Linked DNA regions of Mus musculus: all the other regions are linked to region 1. Evidence: chromatin contacts called from public HiCAR-type, HiChIP or PLAC-seq and promoter capture Hi-C data. All regions are on one chromosome and are shown on one strand. Each heading gives the region's core, a stretch centred on a gene start, on an enhancer-like site or on the middle of the called end of the contact. The rest is flanking DNA. Distances are from core to core; before and after follow the strand shown. Region 1 holds the start of Pccb (propionyl Coenzyme A carboxylase, beta polypeptide). Region 2 holds the start of Amotl2 (angiomotin-like 2). Region 3 holds the start of Ryk (receptor-like tyrosine kinase). Region 4 holds the start of Dbr1 (debranching RNA lariats 1). Region 5 holds the start of Pik3cb (phosphatidylinositol-4,5-bisphosphate 3-kinase catalytic subunit beta). Region 6 holds the start of Dzip1l (DAZ interacting protein 1-like). Region 7 overlaps Ky (kyphoscoliosis peptidase).

Region 1 (3,507 bases), core at 238-2,737:
TCTGATTCACGGACATAATGAAAAACTTGCTTAAAGGGAACACAAATTAGCCTCCCAACTAAATAAACTCTGACAGCAGAAAACCTGCTCTGAAGGCCTTAATGTAAGAGCATCAGGATCTTGCCTGGGGTGCAATAGGCAACTGAGCAAGGGTGTCCCAAGAGAAAGGTTACCAGAGCAGTGACAGGCTTTCCCAGGGAACTTAATAGCCCTTCAGAGGGACCCCAAGGGAGAGAGGGCTTATGGCTCACCATAAACCTTACAACCACATTTACATCCCTAAGTGTCAAGAGGAATAAATAGTTTTCCTTGAGCATTTTTCTTTTTTCAAACCTAACTCAGGACATCTGAATCAACATTTGACCCAGATTTTCACACACTTGGGTAAGACTTGCATGCCCTTCACAGGAGCCCTTCCCTTAGGGAACCTTCATGTTAACTTATCCAGCTCTTCTGCCTGGACTCACTCAGTTGTCAAGGACACACTGGGCAAGTCTGGCTTCAAGTCTAGGGTCACCTCTTCCAGCTTCTGTTGTTTTTTGTTTTTCTGCTGCTAAATGACCTCCCCAGAAGAAGCTCAAATGTGATTCCCGCCTCAGCTGCTCTCAGCAGAGTAGCCTGAGAGTTTATAGAAAGTCCACCTGCTTCCTATGCAGCAGATCGATACATGAACCTCTCAAGAGGCCAACCAGACTTCCTCGGTCACAGGCGTCACAAATCCCCAGCACGCAGGGAGACAACACACCAGGTTAATGTGAACATAACCAAGTTTTTTCTAATACTTCGTGCCTGGGTTTTACTGCTTCCTTCCCCGAGAAGAGGGAAGGGAAAAAAAAAAAAAAAAAAAAAACTGTCATAAACACTTTCAGGCAGCGGGAGAACAATCCCGTCTTTTAAATTCAGAGCCTGTGGCCGATTAACGTGGCAATCTTATTCAAACAAGACCTGGAAGACATTATTCTGTTTACGGTGCTTTCTAAAGACCACCTTTCCCAAAAGTTCAAAGCTGCTAAGTGGAGCGCAGCTGGAGACCGGTCACATCCATCCATCCATCCGACGACCAATGCCCACCACCACCGCCTGGGGACCTCCCTAAGTGGTGCAGATGTCTACTGACACCCGAGGGGGCTCTAGGTTCTCCAGGTGGACGTTCTCGCCGCGCCCCTCCCAGGCGCAGCGCCTATTGGCTGGGAGGCTCGTGCGCCGCGAGCCCGGCGCGCTGTGATAGGGCGGGAGCGGAGGGGGCGGGACGCACTGGCGCCCGTGACTCACTCGCTTGTGCTGCGCGTCGATGCGGCGCTGGCCTCCTCCCAGCAACGCTGCATGGCGCTTGTTGTCGATGCGCTCTTTAACTGAAACCGGCTGGCTGCAAAGGCCGCGGGTCGTGATGCCGAGGCCGCAATTCAGAACGCTGAGCCTCGCTCCAGCCGCCACCGCCCGAATCCTAATCGCCGCCGCCATTTTTTTTTTTTTTTTTTTTTGACTGCCAGCGTGACACACACTGCACCTCAGGACGCATGCGCAGAGAGCGTAGACATTGCGAGTCTGCGCCTGCGCGTCGTCGCTGGCCCTAAAGCTGGTAGCAGTCACAGGCTTGCATTCAGGCTCAAGGCGGTCCTGTTCTAGGAAATACCTGCCTCTCAGCTCTGTGCCCGTGTAGCCACACAGAACAAGGACTTCATTCCTCGTTCTGCGTTAGCCATCTAAACTCCAGGCTTCGTCGACCCTCTTCCCCCCAAAAATGAATAGATAATGAGCTCTGACCAACTTTTACCAAATGCTGTGCCAGGTTTTGCTCTTAAAACTTAGCCTTGAAATAATTTATATCCAGATTTCAGAGATGGGATACACAGGAACAGAAGTAGGTTTGTATGGCGTCAAGACTGAAATGTTTTGTGAGCTACGTATTGAGCTCCAGAGAGGGTCTCTTAAAGGGGAGAGGAGCTGGGAAGCTACTTGGCTCAGTGCTAAGTTAAAGCCTTTGCCAGCCTGAGTATGAGGACCAAAATTGGGGTCCCCAAACTCAGTACTCAGCCAGAGTAATGAGTGTCTGTACAGAGAGGTTGCCTAGGTGAGATAGCTGACAGAAATAAAAGAATCCCAGGAAGCTCACGGAACAGCCACCCTAGCATGTACAGAAGCAAATGAGACCCAATTCTCACACAAATAAGGGGACCATTGACACCCCATGTTGTCCTGTGACTTCCACATGTGCACGCCCAAACTCTGATACACACAAATTATTTGATGTTTTTTAAGTTTGTGACGAGACACAGAATGGTGAAGTAAACTTTTAGAGACCATTGTGCTAGGTCTAGGCTCCATAGGGTTTTACAGTAGGGGAGAGAGGTTGGCCTCAACCCCGAATACACCAAAGACAAGATGTATCGGGGAGGGAGCTCAATGGATAGAAAATTAATAGGGAACACAGGGCAAGGAGCAATCTGACAAACAACGTTTGCTTGGTTGAAGGCAAGCCAGGGTGCTCAGACATCATTTGGGGGACAGTGGAAGAAGAACCTTATCAAATATGGAGGGCGATCCCTCATCAAGGGTGGAAGATTCTGGCATAACTGACTTAGCAGGATTCTTGGCAAAGCTACCCTCTAGAAGAGAGGACCTGGGAGCCAAGGTCAGTTCTATTCAAGAGATGCTCAGTAGAGCCTGACCGAAGTTTGGTCAAGAAGAGAATCTTGTCAACACAGCGGCTTTGGCATTAGCTGGGAGGAAATAGGAAAAGTAAACTAGGAGCAGACTGCTCGGGCTCAGACCTACTAATCAGAGGGGATGCAAGGCGGCGGCGGGGGCGGGGGGCGGGGGCGGGGGGGGGGGGGGGAGGCTGCTGACCTCTTAGCAAGGACCCTTTAGTCAGTTCAGATGCTAACATCTGAGAAGTGCTGCTCCAGTGCTTTCGAAAACTCTACTATGAATGCTTTCTCATCTGTTTACCCAGCGAAGTGGCAGGTCTTTAAGGCAAAGTACAAGGTGCATATTTCTCATTCTTAGCCAAAAAATAAAAAATAAAAAAATAAAAAAAGCCTGCCAGAGTTGATTATTAACCCTTCCTAAATCCACCTCACTCCACCTCTCTGCAGGACTCCCACAGAGTTCAAATTCTGGCCTGAGACTTTAACGTTAATGTCATTTTATTTATTTATTTCATTTACGTTTTGAGGCTCTCTCTCTCTTAAACTGGCCTGGAACTCATGATGTAGACAAGATTGGCCCGAAATTCAGAGATCCACCTGCCTCAGCCTTTCAAGTACTGGGATTAAACATGGCTGAATAATCATCTTTGAGCCACCTACTTGCCGCAAGTTGTGTTTCTTAGAACTGTTTCCCTCAACATAGACAGAAGCTGTCCAAGGTCTGAAGACTCCTGACTGGGCAAGGAACTCCTACATCTACGGGACACCAGATGAGAGAGCTCTTGGCCCTGCTTTTTTTTTTTTTTTAAGATTTATTTATTTATAGAGCCTTGGCACCCTTCATGATGGTGGGGAACTG
Region 2 (3,508 bases), core at 685-3,184, 1.7 Mb after region 1:
TAGGTGTCAGTGAATCCCAGGACTGCGCCATATGGCCTTTCCCCTGATTTTGTAATGCAGAGCATATGTGCCTGCACCTAGTAGGTGTCTCTCCACCAAGGGTTTCCAAGAATGCTGCCCATGAAGTGAGGGCACCTGGGAATCCCTTCTCTAGTCTTTGTCATAGGCTCCTACCGCAGCCAGCGGGGACAATGGTGTGTGTGTGCGAGCCACAATTTCTCTTTGTAAGGTAGCCTTTAGCTTGGCACATTTGTTATTTTCTCATCTGTGTCAGACACAAACAGAATCTAAAATGCAATATTTGGATTTCAAGTAAAACATATACACATTTTTTTGTTTTCTTTTTAGGCTTTTTGTTTTATCTTATATGTATGAATGCTTTGCTTGCATGTACGGTCAAACACCATGTAGGTGCCTCGTACCAGCATAATTTAGAATTGCCTATCAGATCCTCTGGAACTGGAGTTACAGATGGCTGTGAACCACCAGGTAGGTGCTGGGAATCGAAGGCACATCCTCTGTAAAGGCAGCAAGGGGGGTTAACTCCTGAGAACCCCTCCCTTTTAAAGGAAAGCTTTATACAAAAATAACCACATCCCTGACTATTGAGTTTGAAAGGTTTCTTGTCCTTGGTCCCCTCCAGCAAACTTAGGAATTGAGAACGCCGAGGGAAGGAGGGGGTTGGGCCCGGCAGTCCCGCAGCAGAAATTGGTCCTGATTCGAGGTGGATGGGACTGAGGAATGCACGCTCTAACCAGAAAGAGGGTGGGGGGGGCGGGGAGGGGAGGGAGTCAGAGCAGCTAAGCTGGAGGAGTCTCCTGGGGAAGTAGAAGGGTCCAAATGACAAAGGAGTCGATTCCACACCAAAAGCCAGAGAAGCGGAAGACAAAGAGGGTTGGCTAGGTGTAGACGAGGTGGAAAAGACACTGAAACTCGGGACAGGTAGGTGGAAGCAGAGACTCTCTGCCTTGTCAGGTTACGGAGACCGGATTTTGAAGACCAAGAAAAGGGACCTGGCTTCATTGGCTACTCTCTGTGTGACCCTAGGCAAGTTGTTTAGACTCTCTGAACCTTGGTTTCTTATTTATTACAGACATGATAAGAGCACCGTCGGAGGGTTACTGGAGTCGGATGGCCGAGTAAAAAGCAAGTGGTGACCCGCCGCGTGCTTGGCTTAAAGATGAGCGGAGTTAGGGAGGAGTTGGACCGAATGCCCAGTGAGTGGTTGATTCATTTAGTTAGGTAGTGGGTTAAATCCACCAGATTTTCAACCCAGATTCACACACTTCCTGTAGAGGCAGGATTAAAAGAGCTGGCCAAGGTGTTTGTAAACAATAAAAGTGCAATTCAAAGTTTGCCGCTGGGGGGTGAAATAGTAGGAGTTAGGAAAGAGGCTGGGCAGCGGCGGGCCGAAACATCGTTTCGTCTGCAACACTGTCAAGGCTGGGCGGATGTGAACTGCTGTGCAGTCCTCCCGCCATTTCCAAAACGCCACAGACCCTTCTTACAGCCACCATAGGGGCGTGAGAGGCTGATCCCTGGAGTCGTCCCTCGGTGCCTGTAGGAATGGAGGGTGAGAACCCGGTGCGGGCAGTGGTGGGGCGATCTTGGGACGAGTTGGTTAAGACACTCCCAACAGCTAGGACACAAAGCAGGGTGGCAGGGAATGAATGCCGCACGGCCGCCAGAGCCCAGAGTGGCAAGGGGACAAGGCTGAGGCCAGCCCAGCGGCCAGCCGCAGCGCCGCCTCCCGGGAGGAAGGCGGGGGCTGGCCCGGGGAGCGGAGGGAGGCGGAGAGCGGAGGAGGGCGGCGCGCTGAGAGGTTATTTGTGGTTCGCTTTGATCCCGAGGGGGAACCTGAAACTCTCACATTCCTGGCATAGCAGCCGCCTCCAGCGCGGGCTGACCTAGAGGCTGCGCACTGGGGCGCGAGCAAGCAGATCATCGGCGCCACCGACTAGTGCGCACCTCCGTTGCTGACTGTACCTAAGCCGAACCGGGTCTGCGTGCGCCGGCAGCCGCGGGCCGCAGCGGTAAGCAAGGTGCCGGGCACTCCGGGCAGTGCGCGAGGCCGGCGGGGACGCTTCCCAGCAGCAGCGGGACACCGCGATCAGTCCGACCCTTTCTGGAGATCGGAGCTGGGGTGGACGAGCCTCCCCGGGAGCGGGAGGGGAGACTGTGAACCCTTTCGAGGATCGATCCTGGGTGTCTAGCCTAGACTGCTCGCGCTTTTGTGGGGGTGAGGACACCATTCTCCGACCCACTGGGGCTGGAGGAAGGACAGAGGATCAGTGTTTGGGAGTGTGCGTCTCGCGTGCGGGGCAAGTGAAAAGCTGCGGTAGGCATATCTCGCTGAATTATGAGGTTACCGTGGCTGCTTTGTCTGGATTGGGGATACAGGTGGCTTTTACCCTCAGCTAGCTCAAGAATTCCTCTTTGTCTTCCTTGGAAAATCCTCTGCGGAGCCACGAACTGGCTCTCACTTAGAAAGAATGCAGCCTGCTGTCCAGTCCGGTGACGTCAGCGCTGAAGTATTTGGAAAACAAAGAGGGTTAGGGAGAGAGGCGTACCCGCGATGCTTAAAGACCTCTCGCGGTTGCGGGTTTTGCTCGCCCGGGGCGCTCGGGCAGCCACCGGTGCTAGTGGTCTGCCTCGGTAGAGGTGAGTAACGCCGGGACCCTGGACTGGCCTGGTTGACTTGGAGACTAGCGTTGGTTCCTTTTGCTGGAGTGAGCCCAGGCCAAGGCCAGAGACCCGTGTTTGCTTAGAAAGGTGGCTGGTTTTCCGAGTGCAGCGCTCCAGTGCAGCCCAGGTACAGCGCCCGTGTAAGGAAGTTGATTTTCAGTAAGTGCTCTTATATAAGTATTTGAAAGAAAGATTGTGCATCTAGGGGATTCGATTGGGACGTTTGTGCGATGAAAGGCCTCGGAAATGTTCGGTGCTCCGAGAGCCTGGCTCATAGTCGGCGCGCCTGGAATCTGCCGGGAAGGCTCAGCATTCCTTCTAGCCGCTCCCGGATCCTTAGCGCGAGTCAGCCCAGACAGTGATTAACTTAGGAAATACCGCGTAGAAAAAGCCGCGTGTGAGCAGACTCTTCAAGTCTTACACATTGCAGGGTGCAGTTGGGGGGGGGGGGGAGGATTAGTTGCTGGCTTGGGTATCGTCAGGGCTCATTACCTTTCTCCAGCTCTGCCAACATACCATTCCCAAACTGAGGTAGGACAGGGGGCTAGCATTAGTATGGCACAGAAAGGGGCCACCACCCCCTTCCTTTGTCTCCCCCCTCGCCTCATTACCCCATCAACTGGCATAGGTAGTTGTTACTAATATCAACAGAGATGCAGAGGGATCATCCCCTGTGTGCCTCTAGCATACACGTAGGGAGGGGTTTTTCTAAGTAGCAAATGTGTGTGCCAAGAAAAGAGGTTGGTGGTCATGGAAAATGTTTCCCTGGCTCAGTTACTGCAAGCTCCCCTCTGCCTCCTCACCAATTTCCATGGGGCTTCTT
Region 3 (3,661 bases), core at 373-2,872, 1.8 Mb after region 1:
ACCTTTGCTTTCAAGACGGCTCCGCCCCCACCCCCTTTGTTTTCTTGAGTAGAGAGCCCTGTTCACAGCATAGGTTCCTAGAGTCCTTCCTGGCAGGGCCCTGGTTCCCTACGAGGTAGCTGTGGCCACAGGTGACTTGTGTTTTTCATCATTCACTGATGGCATGCTTTTGTTCAGTTCATGCCCACTTCCTGGTCTCTTCCTGCAGGGCACTGTATTCTGTGCTGGGGAACTGAAGCTTGACAAATTGAGGCCAGCTTGTCTCCAAATGGAATCCATCCCTCTCACTACAGGAGAGAGGGGGGAAAAATATCAAGATCCAACTATCCTCCTCTTCGGTCTCTCTCCCTGCCCTGGCAGGGGATACAGGTAATATCTCTCAGGGCCTGCGTGTGGATGGGCAACTGGGAGCTTGAAGCTAGGCCGGGCAGAAAGCAGCTGCTCTCCACAGGCAAGGAGGGAGGCATAAGGTCAGTGAACGGGTCACAGGGATGGGATGACCCTGTTCTGGAGGAAGTGAGAAGGGATGCTTGGGAGCCAGCCTGAGTGATGGCTTGTGGAGTAAGCTTGACTGGGGCTTCCCCAAATTCTTCATCAGAGTCTCTGGGATGTATCAGAGATCCTTAACCGGTTTAGGGAGACAAGGGCTTCCTAGAGCAAGGGATGAAATGTAAAAACCACTCTCCAGTATGTGAAAGCACCCATGCACACAGACAGCCATGTACAGCCATAAGCACACACTCACATACATTCCATGTTTTGGAGGGGGGGGCTGGCATGGACCACAGGTTAAAAGCCCAGATACAGGTTGATTTACAGTAAAGGAGAACTAGGATAATAAAAGTTCGTCACATGTAAAAATAAGCTTGCTGGGCATGGGTGGCACAGGCCTTTAATCCTGGCACTTGGGAAGCAGAGGCAGGCAGATCTCTGTGAGTTCAAGGCCAGCTTGGTCTACATAGCAAGTTCCATGCGGGCCAGGGCTACATAGTGAGACCCTGTCTCAAAACAAACAAACAAACAAACAAACTGTAAACCAAAATACAAAATAAAAAGTTTACTAAGGTTTTATGAGTTTTTTTTGTTTTTGTTTTTGCTTTCTGGAAAGTGTGTGGCATGTGAATTTTAGGGAACAGACATGCTAACTAGAGGCTGACCTCTGATGGTGGGATAAGGGAAGATTTCTACGTACCCGTCCCTTCTCACTAAATAAAACAGCATTCTTTTCTTTTGAGACAGCATCCAAGACTCAGGGCGCACCTGGGGAAGAATAAAGAGACCAACCGACTCTAGGCCTCAACGACTTGGGCTGGGGACTGGCTATATTAGCCTAGAGCCCTTCGCCTGGCCAGGGCACTTCATTATTGTTTTTGATTAGTTTGTGTCTCTTTAACTCATTTCCTTTATTCCTCGCGCGTTTCAGCCTGGCAAACAACGTAATGTTATTTATACCAACCCCTACGCGCGGCCCCCACCCCGACCTCAGGTCTGAGACGCTCTCCCGTGCACGCGCGCCCCAGAACCAGGCGCTCTCGGTCGGGCGGCACATGCGTGCGCGCCCTCGCGCACGGCGGGCACGCGCACGCGCGCGTCTCCGCCCGCAGCTCGCCCCCCCACCCCCTCCCGTTCCCGGGCGGCGGGTCTGAAGCGGCGGCGCGATGAGCTGGCCGGCCGCCCCCGGCTCGGGGCTGTGAGGCGCTCGGGGCCGGGGTGCGCGGCGGCGCGGCGGGCGGCGGACGCTCCTGCTCGGCGGCGGCCATGCGCGCGGGCCGGGGCGGCGTCCCGGGGAGCGGCGGCCTGAGGGCCCCGCCGCCGCCGCTGCTGCTGCTGCTGCTGGCGATGCTGCCCGCCGCCGCCCCGCGGTCCCCGGCCCTGGCCGCCGCTCCTGCGGGACCCAGCGTGAGCCTCTACCTGAGCGAGGACGAGGTGCGCCGGCTGCTTGGTGAGTGGCGCGGCTCCCGGGGCCTCGTGAGCCCGCGGTGCTGCCGCTGCGCCGCCCGCGCTCTCTCTCTCTCTCTCCCTCTCTGCAGCCTCCCTGCGCGTGTCACTCTAGGCCGCGGAGCTCCGGAGCCTCGGAGTCGGCGCTCGGGACACGGGTGGCCGCTCCTTAGCCTGCTGTGGGTGGCCCACAGGCCACGCCGCCGCCGTGCGCTTGCTTTCTGGTTAGCGAGTGGGGGGCAAGGTGAGCCGGGCGCCCTGAGTTGTGTGGCATCCTGCACACCTTCGGGCCGACCGGATCCCAAGCATCGGGGTTTGCCTTGGGTTCCTTGAGTGTGACCTGATGCTGCCGTTCCAGGCCACTTGCCTACTCTGCAGACCCTGAAGCGAGAGGAGAACTTGGCTTTGGGGTCCGTCGGCGGTGGTTCCGTTTACCTGTTTAGCCCGTTGTTTGGGGAGTCCGACTCTGCCCTCCGCTTGGAACTCTGTGCATTCTGAAAATCAGCCCTTGAAGGAAGGCCTGGCCAGCCATCAAAAGGAAGTCTCTGATAGTTAGGGATACCCAGCTTTTGCCGTCTTTTGTGCATTAAGGCAGTCCCTTCACTTTTTATCGGGGTGTTTTAGAGTGAAGTGTTGGAACTGGAAAGGTCTCCCCCTAAATATCCATTAAGTGTCACTTTTTTAGTGAGCGAGTATGCCTCCCCCAAGTGTGTGTGTGTGTGTGTGTGGTGTGCGCGCGCGTGTGTATGCGTATGTGTGTATTAGAGGAGGTTTTTTTGTTTGTTTGTTTGTTTGTTTGTTTTGTTTTGTTTTTCCTTTCCAGACAGGGACTTTATGTAGCCTGGGCTGTTTTGGAATCCACTATGTAGACCAGGTTGGCCTCAAGCTCACAGAGAGCCTTCTGCCTGTTAGAAGAGTTTCTTAGGGTCTGTTGAGAGAGTTTAGCCTCGGAATGAAAACTGCTTTTAGCAGACTGTTTAGACATAGTTGTATGTGTAGGTTTATCGGCTTTAACTAAAGAACTGTGTTTTCCTAACATCCTAATTTAACCTTCCTTATAGTCTAGTTGAATTAGCTGAATTTAGTCTAGCAGAATTGAAATGGCATCTGAGTTACGCCTGGAGCATGGGAGAAAGGCTTGGGAAAAAATAACGATTTGTAGTGCGGCTCCTAGGCGTGCTTTTGTAAGGGTTGTTTTTGTTGTTGTTAAAAGAACTTACGTAATTGTGACTTTATTGACATGTATTTCCTCTCCTGCCTTAGCCAGGATGGAAGTAGGGAGACAGAGATATCTGGCAGCAGACAGAGACGAGTACATGTGCCTACCGTTGCGTGTTAGAGTTTTGCTGTTACTTTTATTTATTTTGGTGTGTGTGTACCACGATGTGTTCTGTGGAGGTCACAGGACACCTTGAAGGTGTGGGCTGTCTTTCCACTATTAATAGGGGGTCCCAGGGCTCAAACTCATGTCATCTGACTGGACGACAAGTGCTTTTACCTGCTGAGCCATCTAGCTGGGGCTTGATATGGACTTAAACATGTTGTTTCAGTTTCTTGTTACCCAGTGGGGCAATTATGGGAGATGAGAAAAGTAAGGCTTTCAGTAACTTGCTGAAGGTAACATGGTTTATTTCATATATTACATATATAATATATACCCACACAAGACAGTGTTTCCTGGCTGCAGACTAAGTTATTGAAGGGCATGTGCATTTAGAAGTTT
Region 4 (3,700 bases), core at 301-2,800, 1.5 Mb before region 1:
GTTTTTCGAGACAGGATTTCTCTGTGTAGCCCTGGCTGTCCTGGAACTCACTTTGTAGACCAGGCTGGCCTCAAACTCCCGAGTAATGGGATTAAAGGCGAGCACCACCACGCCCGGCTAGCCCCAGCTGTCTTAATTCACTTTATAGACCATGCTGACCACACTGGCCAGGGATCTGCTTGCTTATTTCTGGAATACAAGGATTAAAGGCAGAGCCACCATCCCCTCCCTCCCCCTGCCACGCCCCCAGCCTAGATTGTATTTAACTGATTAAATTTTTCAGTTGTTTAAATGTATACTTCTCTGTTGAGAGGCCAAATCTTGTAAGTTCAGACTCCATTTTAGAGAACCTGGCCAAAGTTTGAACTCAGACAAACTAACCAACATAACACTAGTTTCCAAGTTACCCCTCAACAAGACCAGCGTCCCCAGGTTATTACCCCAACATATCTGCACCCCCAGGTTACGAGGCCACCCCCTGCCTAACGACCACTAATGCAGAGGGAAGCAGAAATTAAGTTTATGATATGACTCCCAGCACCAGCCAATTGTGTTAAAGGCCATGGTAGCTCTCGAATTAGATGCTTAACTACCACCACTACCACATCCCACCCTCTGCTTGTAGCTTTCTATAAAGTCTTGTCCCCACTGACATTCGGGGTACACCAAAAACTGTGCTGTGTGTTGGTGGCGAGCCACAGCGAGCTGGGATAGAATAAAGACCGTGCTATGAGTTACATCAGATGGGCTCCTGCCTGGTTTTGGGGGATCGCTAACACTTTCGTGGCGCTACAACTGTATGCCCTTGATTAGATTTCCTTTACTGGCTTTCTTCTTTGCCATTCATTCTTCCTTGATTAGTCGCCACCTTTTCTCTCCAGAAGTTTTCGAGATATTTAACCTTTCATTCATCTTGCGTTACAGTTAGGCAAACAATTTGGTAGGAAAATACCCATTCCCCTTAGTCAAAAATAATTTTAGAAATTCCCCCCGGGAGGGTTGGTGTATAGTTTTAAAATAATCAGTAAGCTTCAACGTTGCATTTAAATTTTAATGTCATCATTAAAACCTCTTTTTACTTTCTAATTCATTTTTAAGGCAATCATCGTTGCCAGGGAGAGATTTGCTCTAGGGAATTAATTGCTCAATCGCTCCTGCTCACTTGCTTACCTTGATTTTTTTTTTTTGGTTTTTCGAGACAGAGTTTCTCTGTAGCCTTGGCTGTCCTGGAACTCACTTTGTAGACCAGGAAGGCCTCGAACTCAGAAATCCGCCTGCCTCTGCCTCCCAAGTGCTGGGATTAAAGGCGTGCGCCACCACGCCCGGCTGCTTACCTTGATTTTACTAAATTCAATCCCTATTCTTGGAGATTTTATTTCTTTTTCTAGTTTTAAACAATGTAACCCACTAGATTGCTAGCACGCAAGGGATCACGAAGACAGACAGGGTCTCCATTAAACAAGTTCAAAGTTTCCCCCCTCCGGCTTGACCGGGCCCTTCCCGTTCCCTCTCTCGCGAGACTTGGAAGCCGGAAGTTACATAAAGGACTCGAAACTCAGCCGCGGCTCGGTTGGTGTTGGCGGGAGCCGGGTGGGCCGGCTGCCTGGTGTTCTTTGCTGTGCGACCCGGGCTGCAGGTGCTCCGGGGTGTTGCTGTTGAGTTCCGCGGCCCAACGTCACGATGAGGGTGGCCGTGGCCGGCTGCTGCCACGGCGAGCTGGACAAGATCTACGAGACTCTGGCGCTGGCGGAGCGGCGCGGCTCGGGACCCGTGGATCTCCTTCTGTGCTGCGGCGACTTCCAGGCGGTGCGCAACGAGGCCGACCTGCGCTGCATGGCCGTGCCGCCCAAGTACCGTCACATGCAGACCTTCTACAGGTGAGGGGCGCGCGGCCGGTCCTCGCGTGGGGTTCCAGGTCCTGCTGCCGCAGATCGCGATGTCTGTTGGACCCGGAGCTTAGGAAATGGCCCTGGCCTCCTCCTCTCTGTACACACCTGGCTCTTCTTCCCAGGGACCCGGGGTGACACCAGCAGGTTTAGATACTTTGGATTTGCTAGAACACGATGGTTAGTTGATTTAATGATCTGGTTTTCCCGTGACCTGCTGTGTGCTAGTCTGGGTTCTAGAAGCCCAGACTTGCACTTCACAAAGTTCTTGATCTCAATGAATGTGTGCTCGACACTCAAGATTTAATTTATTCTTAAGGGCAGGGATGGGAAGATAGTGGGGACCGTTTGATCGTTTTTGAGCTCGGCCTTTTCCTTCTGACCTCTTGCTTTTTTGTGTTTAGTTTGGTTCCTGACAGCTTTATTACCGTTATGTTGTAGATATTACTCTGGAGAGAAAAAGGCCCCGGTTCTCACCATCTTCATTGGAGGAAACCATGAAGCCTCAAACCATTTGCAAGAGTTACCCTATGGTGGCTGGGTAGCGCCGAATATTTATTATTTAGGTATGTGTTTATGTGCACTTTTTTTGGTCTTGTCAGAATCTGTACCAGCTGGGCAGCTTCTAGAAGACATGTGGTGAATGCCATTAACTTAAATAATCATGAGAATTGAGTTAAAATAGTTATTAAATGGCCAGTCATGAACATACATCCATTTTCTTCTAGAGGTTTAAATAATAGCTAATATGATGACAAGTTTTTTTTTTTGTAGTCTCTTTGCTTTTTTCTTATTGCATTAAACTTTATAATGGAAAATGCTAAACATACATAAAAATACCGAGTAGTTTAATAAATTTCTTTACTTGTTAACCTCAACTCCTATTACTTTGTTCTACTCCCATATTTAAATATCCAGTATTGTTTAAACTTTTCCTGAGGGAGATGGCTGGGATGCCTTAAAGCAAATCCTAACCACTGGGTTATTTCATTTGTGGATTTTTAAGTACATGACTCCCCCTACCCCAAGATGTATTTATTTATCTACCGTGTATACAGTGTTCTGAGTGCATATGTGCCTACAGAGCACCAGATCCCATTATAGATGGTTAGAAGCCACCATGTGGTGCTGGGAATTGAACTCGGGACCTGTGGAAAAGCATCCAGTGCTCTGAGCCATCTCTCCAGCCCCTAAGTACATGACTTTCGAGTGATAGATTTTTTTTAGACACACGTAGTTCTGGTGCCATTTTATACCTAACTATAGTGAGTTAGTCCTTCTCTCGTGCCTTGTCCATACGCATTTCTCTGCATGTCTCAGTTACCGGATCTACAAATGACTTGCTCAGGTAGGATCCAAATATTTGGTGTTCAGGGCTCTGCCTCTTAGACTCTTTATCCTTCCTTCCCTTGTTTCTGTTTTCTGTTTCCTCTATGGTTTGTGTGTTGTAGGCAGTGAGGTTGATTGCCCTGTAGCATTTCCTGGGCTCTGGATTTAGCTGACTGGATTTACTATGATATCACTTGAAGTGTTCCTTTTGTTTTTCATCTTTTAAAGTTTGCAGGTCTTTTATCTCTTTATATAAGTGATTGTTTCTAGAATAATGTTCAAGTTTTTCTAGTGATGAAATCTTAACTTTGGGAATTTTGTTTCTCTGTCATTACTGATTTGCCATCTTTCAACAATCTCAGTATTATGAAGAGATGAATTTGGGCTGGGCATGTTTTTAATTCCAACACTGTAGCGGCAGAGGCAGGCTGATCTCTAGGAGTTTTGAGGCCAGCCAGGTCTATGGAGTGAATTCCAGGTCATCC
Region 5 (3,501 bases), core at 636-3,135, 1.9 Mb before region 1:
AAACACCCTGAAGGTGGAATGTCCTAGTCAGTGTGTGAATCACGAGGGTAAACTAAAGATGCTTCTTAAATCCTTTTGGCTTTAGTGACTACAATTTCAATTTTACCATTTCAGATTTTTGGTCTTCCAAAACTTGGGCAATAGCCTAATCCAAGCCACCCTGATCTTTCACACATTATATAGTCTTTCTACACAGTTCTGTCTTCTGCTTTCTTTTTTAAAAATCTGTGTGTGTGTGTGTTGTGTGTTCCTCAGATGCCACACATCTTATTTTTTTAGGTAGAGTCTCTCATTGGCCTAGGGTGCCATGATTCTGCTAAGCTAGCAGGTCTACCAGCAAACTCCTGGAATCTACTTGTGTGCCCCTCCCCAGCAATGGGACTACAAGTGGATGCCACCCTAACTTTTAACATCTATTCTGGATATGCCGAGTTCTGTAATCCAAAGACAAGGGAGAAAGAGGCATGAATCAAAGCCAGCCTAGTCTATAGAGTGAGTTCCAGACCACTGAGGACTAACACCGCAAAGTTCTGTCTCAAAAGATCCATAACACCGCAAGGTTCTGTCTCAAAAGATCCAAAACAAAATAAAACAAAACAAAACAAAAAAACTTACAAAGCAGTACCAAGACCCGCAAGTGATAATGAACTCCTGGAAACTCAGACTCCTTGGAGATTTCATTACGACTGGTATTCCCAAACATCCATTCAGCACTTCAGAATAAATACTCATCTAATTTAATTATGATGACTTCACCAGACAGTAAGTAACACTGCCCACAACGATGTTTACAAAAGCACTTGTCACTCCCTTCGGATGTAGCAATGCAGGAAAAAAGGAGTATGTTTCCATACTCTTCCTGTGTTTATACTCTGTAACAAGTGACAATTTAAGTGTCACTTCAGATGGGTTAAATACCAAAGTAAGTCAGGTAACATGTCCCACCACCATCTTCCACGTTGTGTAAACTCTGATTCTGATAGGATTCTTAGCACTAATTCACTCCGTACCCAAGACAGGTTTCCAAGTCAGCCTTTCCAAGAGAGAAACTACAGAATTCTAGGAAGAGACTACAGAATCCTACTCTGGCCGCTGTAAGATAACAGGCTCCTTCGTTAAGCAACTCGAGTTGAGCTTATTGCAACACTAGAGCGGTTCGGAAATAAATTTGCCCCCAATACCAACCTCTAGGAAGGAACAAGCCAGAGCCAGCAAGGATGCTGCAGTGAGCGACTCCCAAAAGCTCCCGTCCACCGAGCACTTACAGCGAGGTTAGCACGGCCTCCCGCAATCCCGGGAGGTGAGTATTCACAGTTCCCGCTTCACGTCTCCTCGGGGTATTTCAGCCAAGGCCGCGCGGGACGGGTTAGCCGCAGCACCGGGACTCTGACCGGTCTGAAACCGGAGAGCCCGGAATCGTGCGGTGAACGCTGCGCCGAAACACCTGAGGGTCCGCAGCCGCCGGGCGTCCGCACCGACACCGGCTGGGCCGTGCCGCGCCCGCTCTCTCTGTGGTCGCCCACCGGGCGCCCTCCGCTGCTCGGTGTCCGCCGCCCGAGGCCTGGGCGCCGCGTACCTCGGAGCCCGCGCTCCCGCGGCCGAGCCCGGCAGGAAGCGCCCGCCCGAGCCGCCAGCGCCGCAGCCCGCGCCGCCTCCCGCGCTCACCTGCCCCGCGCGCCGCCACCGGCTCCCGATCCCGCAGCGCCGTCAGCAGCTCCCGCAGCCGTGCCCGCCTGGCTCCGACACCCGCATGCCCCGCTCCCAGTCTCTTGCTGCCTTCGGGGCTCAGCGCGACACCCGCCCACCGCCCACGACCATGGCCGGCTCCGTCGCAGCCGCTGCACCGCCCGACGGAGCACGCGCGCGCCACCGCCGTGCCCGCGCCTGCGCGAGCGCGCGCGCGAGCCTCCCGGGCTCTCCTCCCCGCTGCCCGGCCCCGCCCACCCTCTAGGGCCAATCCCCCGACGCCCGCCTCCAGGCAGCCCCGCCCACTCACCGCGCAAGCCCCGCCCCTCGAGGGGAGGCAGCACCAGCCTCGCCCTGTGCGGCTGTCGGTGCCGCGTTCCTACTGCGCTGCCGGCGCGCTGGGGTTGGCTCGCAGAGCACTGCGGTGTCTGCAGCCCCCAGCTCGCCGCCTTCGGGAAAACCTGCACCTCCCGGTTCCGCTTCTCCGCAGACTCCCCTTTGTTCCCACGGCCCAGCTGGCCTTCCATTCCCTGCGATGTGAACGATCATTTAGATGTAAAGAGTCCAGCCTTTGAAACACTTCTGTGTTCGTCTCTGCACCACCGCAGCTGACGTTTGGCTGCCAAACCTTACACTTCGCCCAGCGCTTTTTTTTTTTTTTCTCGCCTCTGTCTCCCTGCTGTCGGGAAATTTCATGGCTCTTTAGTGAGACGCTTGAATTTCACTTACTGTCAGCCAAACCTTGGGCGCGGCGGATAGAGCTCAGCGGTAGGGCACTCACATAGCCTAAGAGGTCCTGCGTGGGATACTTGTAGTCTTTTTGTTTACATATAGTAAACCTACTGTAACCTAACGCCACTCTAACAATTCAAGCAAATACTTAAGTAGTCTAGGATAGAATCTACAAGTAGAAGGAAAATGAGACAAGGTGTCAAAACAATAGTTTGATTCTGCGGATGTAACTAAGTGATTTAAAAAAAAAAAAAAATCAAGCGTGGTGGCTAATGCCTATAAAGCTCTGCATTCAGGACCAGAAGGCAGGTGCATTGCCAGGCCAGCTAGGTTACTTCCTGAGTTGCAGACTAGGCAAAGCTGCATAGCAGGGACCCTGTCTCAAAAAAAAAACAAAAACAAAAACAAAAAACAGAGGTTAACCTATTTCACCATGCTTGTACAAGTTTGGGGTTTCTACAAGTAATTTTATGTGGAGCTTTTGAGGCTTCAGCCCATTGCCAGTGGGACATTAAATGCTTAACCCAACTGTGAAGCCCAGGTCTTTTCAGATGTCTAATGAATAGAATTCCCCTTAATATTTAGCGAGCTCACAGCCAGAAATGTCAGTAAAGGACCTTCACACGTTGATCCTCGACCCTTGTACCAAGCTTCTTCCTTCCCCTCCACCACAAGGTCAGTCTCATGTCCACCACAGAAGCAAAAGTATCTTGCACTAGACTAGCAATGGCTTTCTGACCAAGCAGAAAGGGTTGGTGACACAAGCCAGGCTGGCAGATCTGTGAGTTGAGGCCAGCTTGGTCTACAGAGCAAGTTCCAGGAAAGCTAGGAGTACACAGAGAAACCTGGAGAGAGAGAGAGAGACAGAGACAGAGAGAGAGAGAGAGAGAGAGAGAGAGGCAGACACAGAGACAGACAGAGACACAGAGACAGAGAGTAAAACAAGAAGCTTGCCAAATACCTGTGAAGTTTCTGTGAATATCGGGGATGGAAATGCTAGAATAGGAATGTACTATGACAAAGAGTGGATCGAGGCCTAATCTTTACACTGTTCTTTGCTGATAGTATTGCTATGCAGTACTT
Region 6 (3,399 bases), core at 28-2,527, 1.4 Mb before region 1:
GTGTAAGCCACGTGTTCTTAGCCAATCAGCTGCCCATGGGCGCTTGGATTACTTCCACATTTTGGCTGTTGTAAATAATGTTATTATTTTATTGTACATTGTGTGTGTGTGCGCGCACGCACATATCTGTATATACAGATGTCAGAGGACAAGTTTCAGGAGTTGTTTCCTTCCACGGTGTGGGTTACAGGAATCCAATCCAGGATATCCGACTTGATGACAAAGCCCTTTACCTGCTGAGCCATTTTGACAGCTCATTAAATACAAGTGTCCAAGAGTTTGTTTGGGGTCTTGCTTTAAGCTTCTTTGGATATAGATCTAGACATGTGCCTTATTTATTATTCTGTTGCTGAGAAGAGACCCCATGACCAAGGTAACTCTTATGAAAAAGAAAAGTACTTAACTGGAGGCTTGCTTACAGTATCAGAGGCTTAGTCCATTTATCATAATTGCAGGGAGTATGGTAGCAGGCAGGCCTGGTGTTGGAGAAATAGTTAAGAGTTACATCCTGACCCACCTGACCCGTAAGGGTGGGCGAAGACTGGGTCTGACATGGGCGTTTTGAAACCTCAAAGCCCACCTCCAGTGTCACACTTTCTCCAACAAGGCTATACCTCCTAATCCTTGTAATATTTTCAAATAGTGCTGAATCATGGCAAACCATTTTGTTTCCCACAGTGGCAGTACCATTTTGAATTCCCATCAATAACGCACAGAAATTTGAGTTTCTCCCCACCCTTGGCAACGTTTATTCCTAGGGCTTTTGTCCTTGCTGTCCCCAAGATGCAGAGCTTGGCATTTTGAAGCTGTGTTGAGAGAAAGGCCCTAAGATACAACAAACCCTCCCAGAACTTAAAGTCACGAGATGAGAGTCCCAACGAGAGGGGGCAGGGATCTATAATCAGGAGAGAAAATATAATACCCCCAACTCCTGCCGGAGCTTTCTGGGCAACGTTAATGGATAAGGGATCTGAAAGGTGATTGCCATCTGATCAAATTGGAGCACACCTATGGGTCTCCTAATGTGGCTCAGGTCAAATTCCTTTAATTTTGCGGGCTTGCCAACAGTCGCTGCATCCTGCCATGTGAAGTGAAGGGATGGTGACAGAGTCTGTCCTGCCGCTCATCAAGGCCTGGGAACTTGGATGCTGGATTTCCTTAACGAATTCAAAGCAGCACTCCCTCCTTCCCCCCAACCCCCCTCCCTTGCAACTCTAAAAATAGCTGTTCCCGGGCTCTGGGGAGAGGCTCCGCCTCTGCTGTGGGTGGATGGGCTGGGGGTAGGGGTTGGGGTGGGAAGCACCGCAGACCCCAGGCCTGAGCTACTGGCGGGGAGAGACGCGTAGGGTCCGCGCGGCTGGCAGCATCCTCGGGCTGCACTGTAGGAGATGGAGTGAGTCTGGACTTGCGGATGGGGTGAGTCGGGACGTGGGAACCTCTAAGACCTCCAGTCGCCGGCCCTTGTTCCGGGTGACCCCCAGACTGCCACAGGCCTCCCAGGAAAACTATGTCTGGAATCCAGCGGGGAGCCGCCGGAGGGAGCGCGGTTCCAGGCGGAGCTACTTGGCCGCTGCGCGCGCAGGTTAAACATTAGTGGCTGCGGTAGCCAAGCGAGGAAAGGAGCTGCGTGGTCGAGGGTGCTTCACGACGTCCCGCTCCCTGTGCCTCCATCCCTTTATCCCAGCGGCTTCGGATTGTGCAGGACTGAGGTACCCTGCGGGGGGGAAGAGCTCGCATGCCAGGAGACACGGAGGCGCGGAATGGGGGATGTCTGACACCCAACCCTCGGCGTTTTCAGGAGTGTGGTCTTGGGAAATGCAGTTTTTGAAAACAGTAAAGCGATCTAAGGGACTGCAGATCCGAGTTCTGTGGGAAGTGGGGTTCGGTTACTAACGAGATGATTTTTAAATAAAGATTGGCGTGTCTAGGTTCCTCCGCTTCCGGTCCCGGGCTGAAGTTTAACGGGAGCACAGACTTAGGGGTGGATGAGAGTAGAAGTCCACAGGGCAAGTGTGTACCAGGCAGGATCAGAGGACAGGGCCTGGTAGAATTGCCTTCACAACGGTCCTGAAGGGCCCAGGGCCGGTGCTGTCCTGGCCATGTCTCCAGGAATTGGTTTCTAACAGGATTAGGCCTAGGGAGTGTGAGATGTTCCAACCCTGCTCTCCCATCTGTCTGTAAGTGTTCAGCAAGATGGTCACTTCCTTCCCCAAGGTGTGGTCTGGCAGGGGAAAACTACCCTGCTCAGAGAAGGTTGTCTGTCTGTCTGCTTGCTCCCTCCTGTGGAAATGGTTTTAGATCATTAAAGTACAGAACCTTCCTAATGCTGCAGGCCTTTAATACAGTTCCTCATGTTATAGTGATTCCCCCAGCCATAAAGTTATTTCATTCTGCTTCATAACTGTAATGTCGTTACGGTTATGAATTGTTAATGTAAATATCGGACATGAAAAATACCTGAGATTCCTCGGGGGTCGCGACCCACAGGTTGAGAACCACTGTTTTAGCTGCATGCCTTAAATTGAGAACAGAAATCTTGTGCATTTGGGAGCTGAACTTCTTTTGTTTGTGCCACTCAGAACACTTCAGAGGAGAAGGGGAGCCCTTGGTAGGCAGTTCTGAATGTCCTGTGCTCACTTTGCAGAAGAGGAAGCTGTGGGCTAGCCAACCACTTGCCCCAACACTGGCCAGTCACTTGCTTGGTGATTGTAGTGACGGGGTCTGGTCCAGAATAAAGATGGAGAGGCTCTGTTAGGAAGCAACAGCGCTTTAATAGACAAGAAACCCCAGGACAGTCTGTTAGTTTTCTTTCCGATGTGGAGCAGGTTTTGTTTGTTTTTGACACTTCTGTGCCTGGGGATAATAGGTCCTGCTAGGCCTTATTCTCTAAGATATTCCCATGAGCCACCAGTCAAAGCCCACCTCCATTTTTGTTTTAAAGGAAAAAAATTTTTGTGACACTAATTCATAGTAAGCTTTTATAATTTTTTAAAAAGAATTCTTTGAGAATTTCTCACATGTATTGTGATTATACCCCAGCCCTCACTCTCCCCCCAACTTTGAGACCTCCTCCCCCTAGTCCAATTTTCTTGTCCCACTACTTGTGTTTATTGGTTTGTTTGTTTTTTGATGTAGACCTGGCTGGCCTGGAACTCACAGAGATCCACCTGCCTTTGCCTCTCCAGTGCTGGGATTAAAGGCAATCGTCACCACTGCCCGACTGTCCTACCACTCTGTGTGTAGGGTCTGCCCTGGAATATGGTTGTCCTATCAAGGGTCCCTTAAGTCCTTGGAGCTGGTGATGTAGCTCAGTGGTAGGGCTCTTACTTAGTGAGACCCTGCATTATGTCCCCCCCAGCATATCCACACCAACAAGCAGTTAAGAGGAAGCTGTTTTAA
Region 7 (3,767 bases), core at 376-2,875, 1.5 Mb after region 1:
TCATGCTCTTCAAGAGCTTGCAAAGGGGGTGGGTGTAGAAAGCAAACCAGCTGACCCTCAGCCAACTGGAGGCTGCTGTCTCCTGATGCCTAGCATCTCTGAGATGTGCTAAGGGCAGGAAAGCAGCCGTGTGCACATTCGGATGTCCTGGCTGGGGACCAGGGATGGAGTGGGTTTGCAGGTCCAGCAACCCACATGGAAGGGTGAAGACCCCGATTCTATGTGCCTACCAGAGTTTAGCTGAGGGCCTGGAGATTGCCCCACCCCACCCCCCACCAGCCATCCTCAGGAGCCTCAAATGCCTACATAGCCCACTGGTAGCCTGGCTGATGACCTGGGCCCTGGGCAAGCAGATTAGCCCCAGCAGTTATCAGATACCAGGGATAGTGTCTGATAACAAGATGTTGCTCCTTCCTTACAAGCCAAACCAAGCTGAGGGGACCACCACCTGCCCCCTAGAGAAAGTGTTGGTCTCTGTCTCTGAGGAAAGCCCTATCATAGCCATTTTCCCTCCTGTCTTTCTCTGAGATGACAACCCCTGCCCTGAGTTCAACCTTCCTTCCATTGGGAACAGTTGAGGGCCTCTTACTTGCTCCGGCCTGTCCTAAAAAGCCTGAGCTGCCTAGCTGGCCCTCAGCAGCACCTGAGGCTGGTGTTTCCATGGCAACAGCTGAGGGGGGAAAAGCAGGCTGCTGCAAACAGGGAAGGCCTGAGGAGAGCCCCCCGACAAGAGGTTCCTGCAGTAGCATCCCAGTGCACAGATGTGCTCCAGGAGGGTCCCTACCAAATTTCAGGGTTCTAGGACTCTGCTCACTGTGCCTGTCTCAGGACCACCCCCCCCCCCAATCCCTCACTGCTCTCTAAGGAATGTCCTCAGGCTCAGCTGCCGCCAGAGCCAGCCTGGGATACTCACAGCCTCTACAGTCAAGTCTTTCCTCAGTAAGAGCCCATCAGACTCCTTCGATAAGTGGCTGACCCCTCATGCTAGATCCTGGGACTATAGAGGTGAACACAAAGGACTCAGCCATAGGCACCCGCATCTCTGGGTGGGCAGTCTGCCAAGTGGAACCTATCTGAAGACCTAGGAGCCCAGAACTTCAGCTCTTCATTCCCTTCTGCCCCTTTCCCACAGGTCCCCACTGCTACCCACCTGATACCACATAGCCCCCCTCCACCAGACTGGGTAGCCTCACTTGTGATTAGCATGGCTGCTAGGGGCTGAGCTGCCTTGGCTCATGTCCAGGGTCCTCTGGCAGTCTCAGCCCATCAGCATCTTGTCACTCACGCCTGGAAAACGCACCAAAGTGGGGTGGGGTGGGGTGGGAGGTGGCGTTGTCTCCACTACAAGAAGACGGTGGAGTTTGCACTGCCTGGAAACAGCCTTTCCTCACCCCTTTTATTTTATGAGCAGTAAGAACTGTGCTATGTTTTAACGAAATAGTAAGTGCTTCGGCGGTCCCTGCCACTCGCTAGACACAGCCGCGACAGCCACTGCTAGCCCTGCAGAAAATGATCCCCATGTTTTTTTCAAAACAGCATAATTAATCTATTCTGGAGCTTGTGGAGGATGCTACCCCACAAAACAGGAGCTGTCCTCAGCACCAGAGACCCAGACCGAGCCTCTCCCAGCGGCCCGGGTCAACCACACGCTCCGCCCTCCTCATATAACCAGGTAGTCCCTTTGTCAAGGCAACTGTAGGTGCACTCGGAAAAACGCCTGCGTTTCTTTTTACTGAAGCAAAGATACACGAAACCGAATCCAATCTTCATGAATTTTTACACGCATGCTGCTCAGCCTGAAAATTTGGAGGCTGCGTTTTGAAGGCTTTTTATTCAAATCCCCCTCTTTGTCTGCTGGTCCACGAGTCTCATTGGCCGATCAAATGGCACGAGCGCCCCCTGGTGGATCACGTGCGAAGTTGCCACCGCTGCAAACCCCCAAGCTGGCTCTTTTTATGATGTTTGTTAAAAATCACTAGGTGCTTTCTCGTCCCTTGCGGACAAGTTATGCTGTCTACGGCATCCACATCGTGGATAGTTATCCTCGTGGTTGATATGCCAATGTCAGCGTTGTCTTGCAGACTGTCAGAAGAGCCTGGGGAGACTTCCCTGGCCTGGCGTGGTGAGAAGATAGGATGGGATTAAGAATTGAGCATCTTGCCCAGAAAGCTTTTCCTGAGACAGAAACCCTGGGCACAGGAATGCCTGTCTGGGGTCGCTGTGATCACACTCATTACTATGGCAATGACAGGCTGAAACTGATCAAACTCAGCGTTTTGCCAGGCAGGCCCCAGGATGGGCGCCAGGGTGCAGAAGGATGGGGCGTGGTGAGGCAAAAGGGTGCAATTAAGCTCTTTCAGCTTGCTTCAAAAGTGCCACCAGCTCAGCTGGACTGTTCTCTGTCTGATTGTGAATATTTTGAGTTCTCCATATGTTACATTGTCCCACGAGGACGGACTCCTCCCGGCCCACAGAGATTAAAGAGACGTAAATAGATTAACTGAAGCATGAAGGATTTGAGCTAGATATAAAGAACCATTTCCTGTTGTGAAGCAGGAGGGACACGTTGCCAATAAACTCTCGGCGAAATTCTCAAAGGACTTGAAAAGGAGAAAAGTTCCCGCAGTGGTCCGGCATTTTCTTTGCCGTGCTTACTGAAGCGGTTGGGTTCTCCCTCCGCTAACTCGTAACTCTTAAACAGTACTGGTTGGCCGGCAGTAAACACCAGGTTAATGGTGTGACCATATAGCTCACTGTTGTGGGATTTCAAAGGCCGTTTATCTGAGGTCTGCCATTTCCTTTCATCTGGAGTAAGTAAAGCCGCAGAGGTGACTATTTCTCCCCGTGTGTGCTGAGTAGTGTGGGCCACTGGCTGTTAAAGATGCTGTCCTCACATTGTTGCTGGGGTTCTTTTTCAATAAAATTTATATTCATTTTTATCCAACAATGTAATTATCGATCCATCCTTATCGCTGCTCTTACAAGGAGAAAAAAAAAAAAAAACAACCAAGGGGGGAGGGCAACACTTTCATGTTCAAAGGATGCTTTTAAAAAAAAGAAAAGATCAATGTCCCCGCCATTTGAACGTGATGGGGAGATGCAAATGGGGTGTTGGGCAAATAGCGATTCCACATTAAAGAAAACATAATTAGGTCAGCCCCGGCCCTCCGAGGCTCACGTGCCTTTGAAGAATCCGAAGACCACGCTTCCTTCATTGAATCTTGTTTAACTTGAACATTTTAAAGTCAGCCCAAATTTCTTTTTAGAGTGGGAGAAGAAAAACGTGCCAAAATTTTTCCTGTCAACCTACTTTTGGGGTGCTGAATATATGCTATACGTTTCTTGATATTCACGCACACACTCGAAACTTTCCAGGTTGCCTAAACTGATTACTCGTAAATTAGACATTTAGAGGACTGGAGGAAAAAAGAAAAAAATGAAAATCTAGACACCTCTGAGAAGCTGCTGTAACCATGGAGACCATTCTCATAGCTGTAGTGTGAAGGGCAAAAAGATTTGTGTTCCCAAATCTGAGCTTATCGCATCCCTCATTGCCAGACACAAAAACCCGAGATGTGTTACACTTCATCCTTGGGGTGGGGGTTCACAGAGGAATGCAATCCACGGGTAAGGGAAGTTTCTAATGACACACTATGGAGCAATCGGAACAAACTGTCTCTAGGTCTTAGGTGCAGTAGAAGGACAAACTCTTAAATTATTGGAACGGGCTGCAAGTTCCCAACCAAGAGCTGGAATAGACTGACCTC

The links. Promoter capture Hi-C pulls out the DNA fragments that hold promoters and counts their contacts. HiCAR-type assays count read pairs that join an accessible place to other places. HiChIP or PLAC-seq counts read pairs in DNA pulled down with a chosen protein or histone mark.
Region 2: an H3K27ac HiChIP or PLAC-seq map of embryonic stem cells shows a contact between it and region 1, with 7 times the contacts expected there. The contact joins the promoter of Amotl2 here to the promoter of Pccb in region 1. A contact is called at or near these places in 2 of 39 promoter capture datasets (both in embryonic stem cells), 4 of 115 datasets of contacts at active chromatin or transcription factors (astrocytes, embryonic stem cells and extraembryonic endoderm stem cells) and 1 of 9 other capture datasets (embryonic stem cells).
Region 3: a contact with region 1 is called in a promoter capture Hi-C map of stem cell-derived epiblast-like cells, with 4 times the contacts expected there. The contact joins the promoter of Ryk here to the promoter of Pccb in region 1. A contact is called at or near these places in 4 of 39 promoter capture datasets (the 3T3-L1 cell line, liver and stem cell-derived epiblast-like cells) and 1 of 115 datasets of contacts at active chromatin or transcription factors (embryonic stem cells).
Region 4: a promoter capture Hi-C map of erythroid cells shows a contact between it and region 1, with 6 times the contacts expected there. The contact joins the promoter of Dbr1 here to the promoter of Pccb in region 1. A contact is called at or near these places in 5 of 39 promoter capture datasets (embryonic stem cells, erythroid cells, hippocampal neurons and 2 more) and 1 of 9 other capture datasets (pancreatic islet).
Region 5: a contact with region 1 is called in a promoter capture Hi-C map of erythroid cells, with 2.7 times the contacts expected there. The contact joins the promoter of Pik3cb here to the promoter of Pccb in region 1. A contact is called at or near these places in 1 of 39 promoter capture datasets (erythroid cells) and 1 of 115 datasets of contacts at active chromatin or transcription factors (pancreatic cancer cells).
Region 6: a HiCAR-type map of astrocytes shows a contact between it and region 1, with 4 times the contacts expected there. The contact joins the promoter of Dzip1l here to the promoter of Pccb in region 1. A contact is called at or near these places in 2 of 39 promoter capture datasets (embryonic stem cells and hippocampal neurons) and 3 of 115 datasets of contacts at active chromatin or transcription factors (astrocytes, embryonic stem cells and pancreatic cancer cells).
Region 7: a promoter capture Hi-C map of second pharyngeal arch cranial neural crest shows a contact between it and region 1, with 6 times the contacts expected there. The contact joins the enhancer-like site here to the promoter of Pccb in region 1. A contact is called at or near these places in 4 of 39 promoter capture datasets (the 3T3-L1 cell line, embryonic stem cells, pre-B cells and 1 more) and 1 of 115 datasets of contacts at active chromatin or transcription factors (embryonic stem cells).

Annotation. Positions count from the first base shown.
Region 1 is chr9:101,033,397-101,036,903 of GRCm38.p6, forward strand. It overlaps Pccb (propionyl Coenzyme A carboxylase, beta polypeptide), which reads right to left and starts at 1,488. Exons shown (of 15, transcript NM_025835.3): 1 at 1,273-1,488. The coding sequence starts at 1,461.
Region 2 is chr9:102,715,870-102,719,377 of GRCm38.p6, forward strand. It overlaps Amotl2 (angiomotin-like 2), which reads left to right and starts at 1,935. Exons shown (of 10, transcript NM_019764.2): 1 at 1,935-2,033.
Region 3 is chr9:102,833,298-102,836,958 of GRCm38.p6, forward strand. Ryk (receptor-like tyrosine kinase) reads left to right here and starts at 1,623. Exons shown (of 15, transcript NM_013649.3): 1 at 1,623-1,942. The coding sequence starts at 1,759.
Region 4 is chr9:99,574,249-99,577,948 of GRCm38.p6, forward strand. Dbr1 (debranching RNA lariats 1) reads left to right here and starts at 1,551. Exons shown (of 8, transcript NM_031403.3): 1 at 1,551-1,877; 2 at 2,328-2,452. The coding sequence starts at 1,681.
Region 5 is chr9:99,138,326-99,141,826 of GRCm38.p6, forward strand. Pik3cb (phosphatidylinositol-4,5-bisphosphate 3-kinase catalytic subunit beta) reads right to left here and starts at 1,886. Exons shown (of 24, transcript NM_029094.3): 1 at 1,666-1,886. It also overlaps the pseudogene Gm2773.
Region 6 is chr9:99,628,254-99,631,652 of GRCm38.p6, forward strand. It overlaps Dzip1l (DAZ interacting protein 1-like), which reads left to right and starts at 1,278. Exons shown (of 16, transcript NM_028258.4): 1 at 1,278-1,416.
Region 7 is chr9:102,543,301-102,547,067 of GRCm38.p6, forward strand. Ky (kyphoscoliosis peptidase) reads left to right here. Exons shown (of 11, transcript NM_024291.3): 11 at 1-2,939. Among named protein-coding and RNA genes, the nearest start is that of Gm29387, 14 kb to the right of the region's middle. Within about 2 kb of position 1,626, at least 90 of the 459 cell types and tissues checked have an H3K27ac peak or open chromatin away from gene starts, as enhancers often do. A contact at or near this core is called in second pharyngeal arch cranial neural crest, where this site is marked.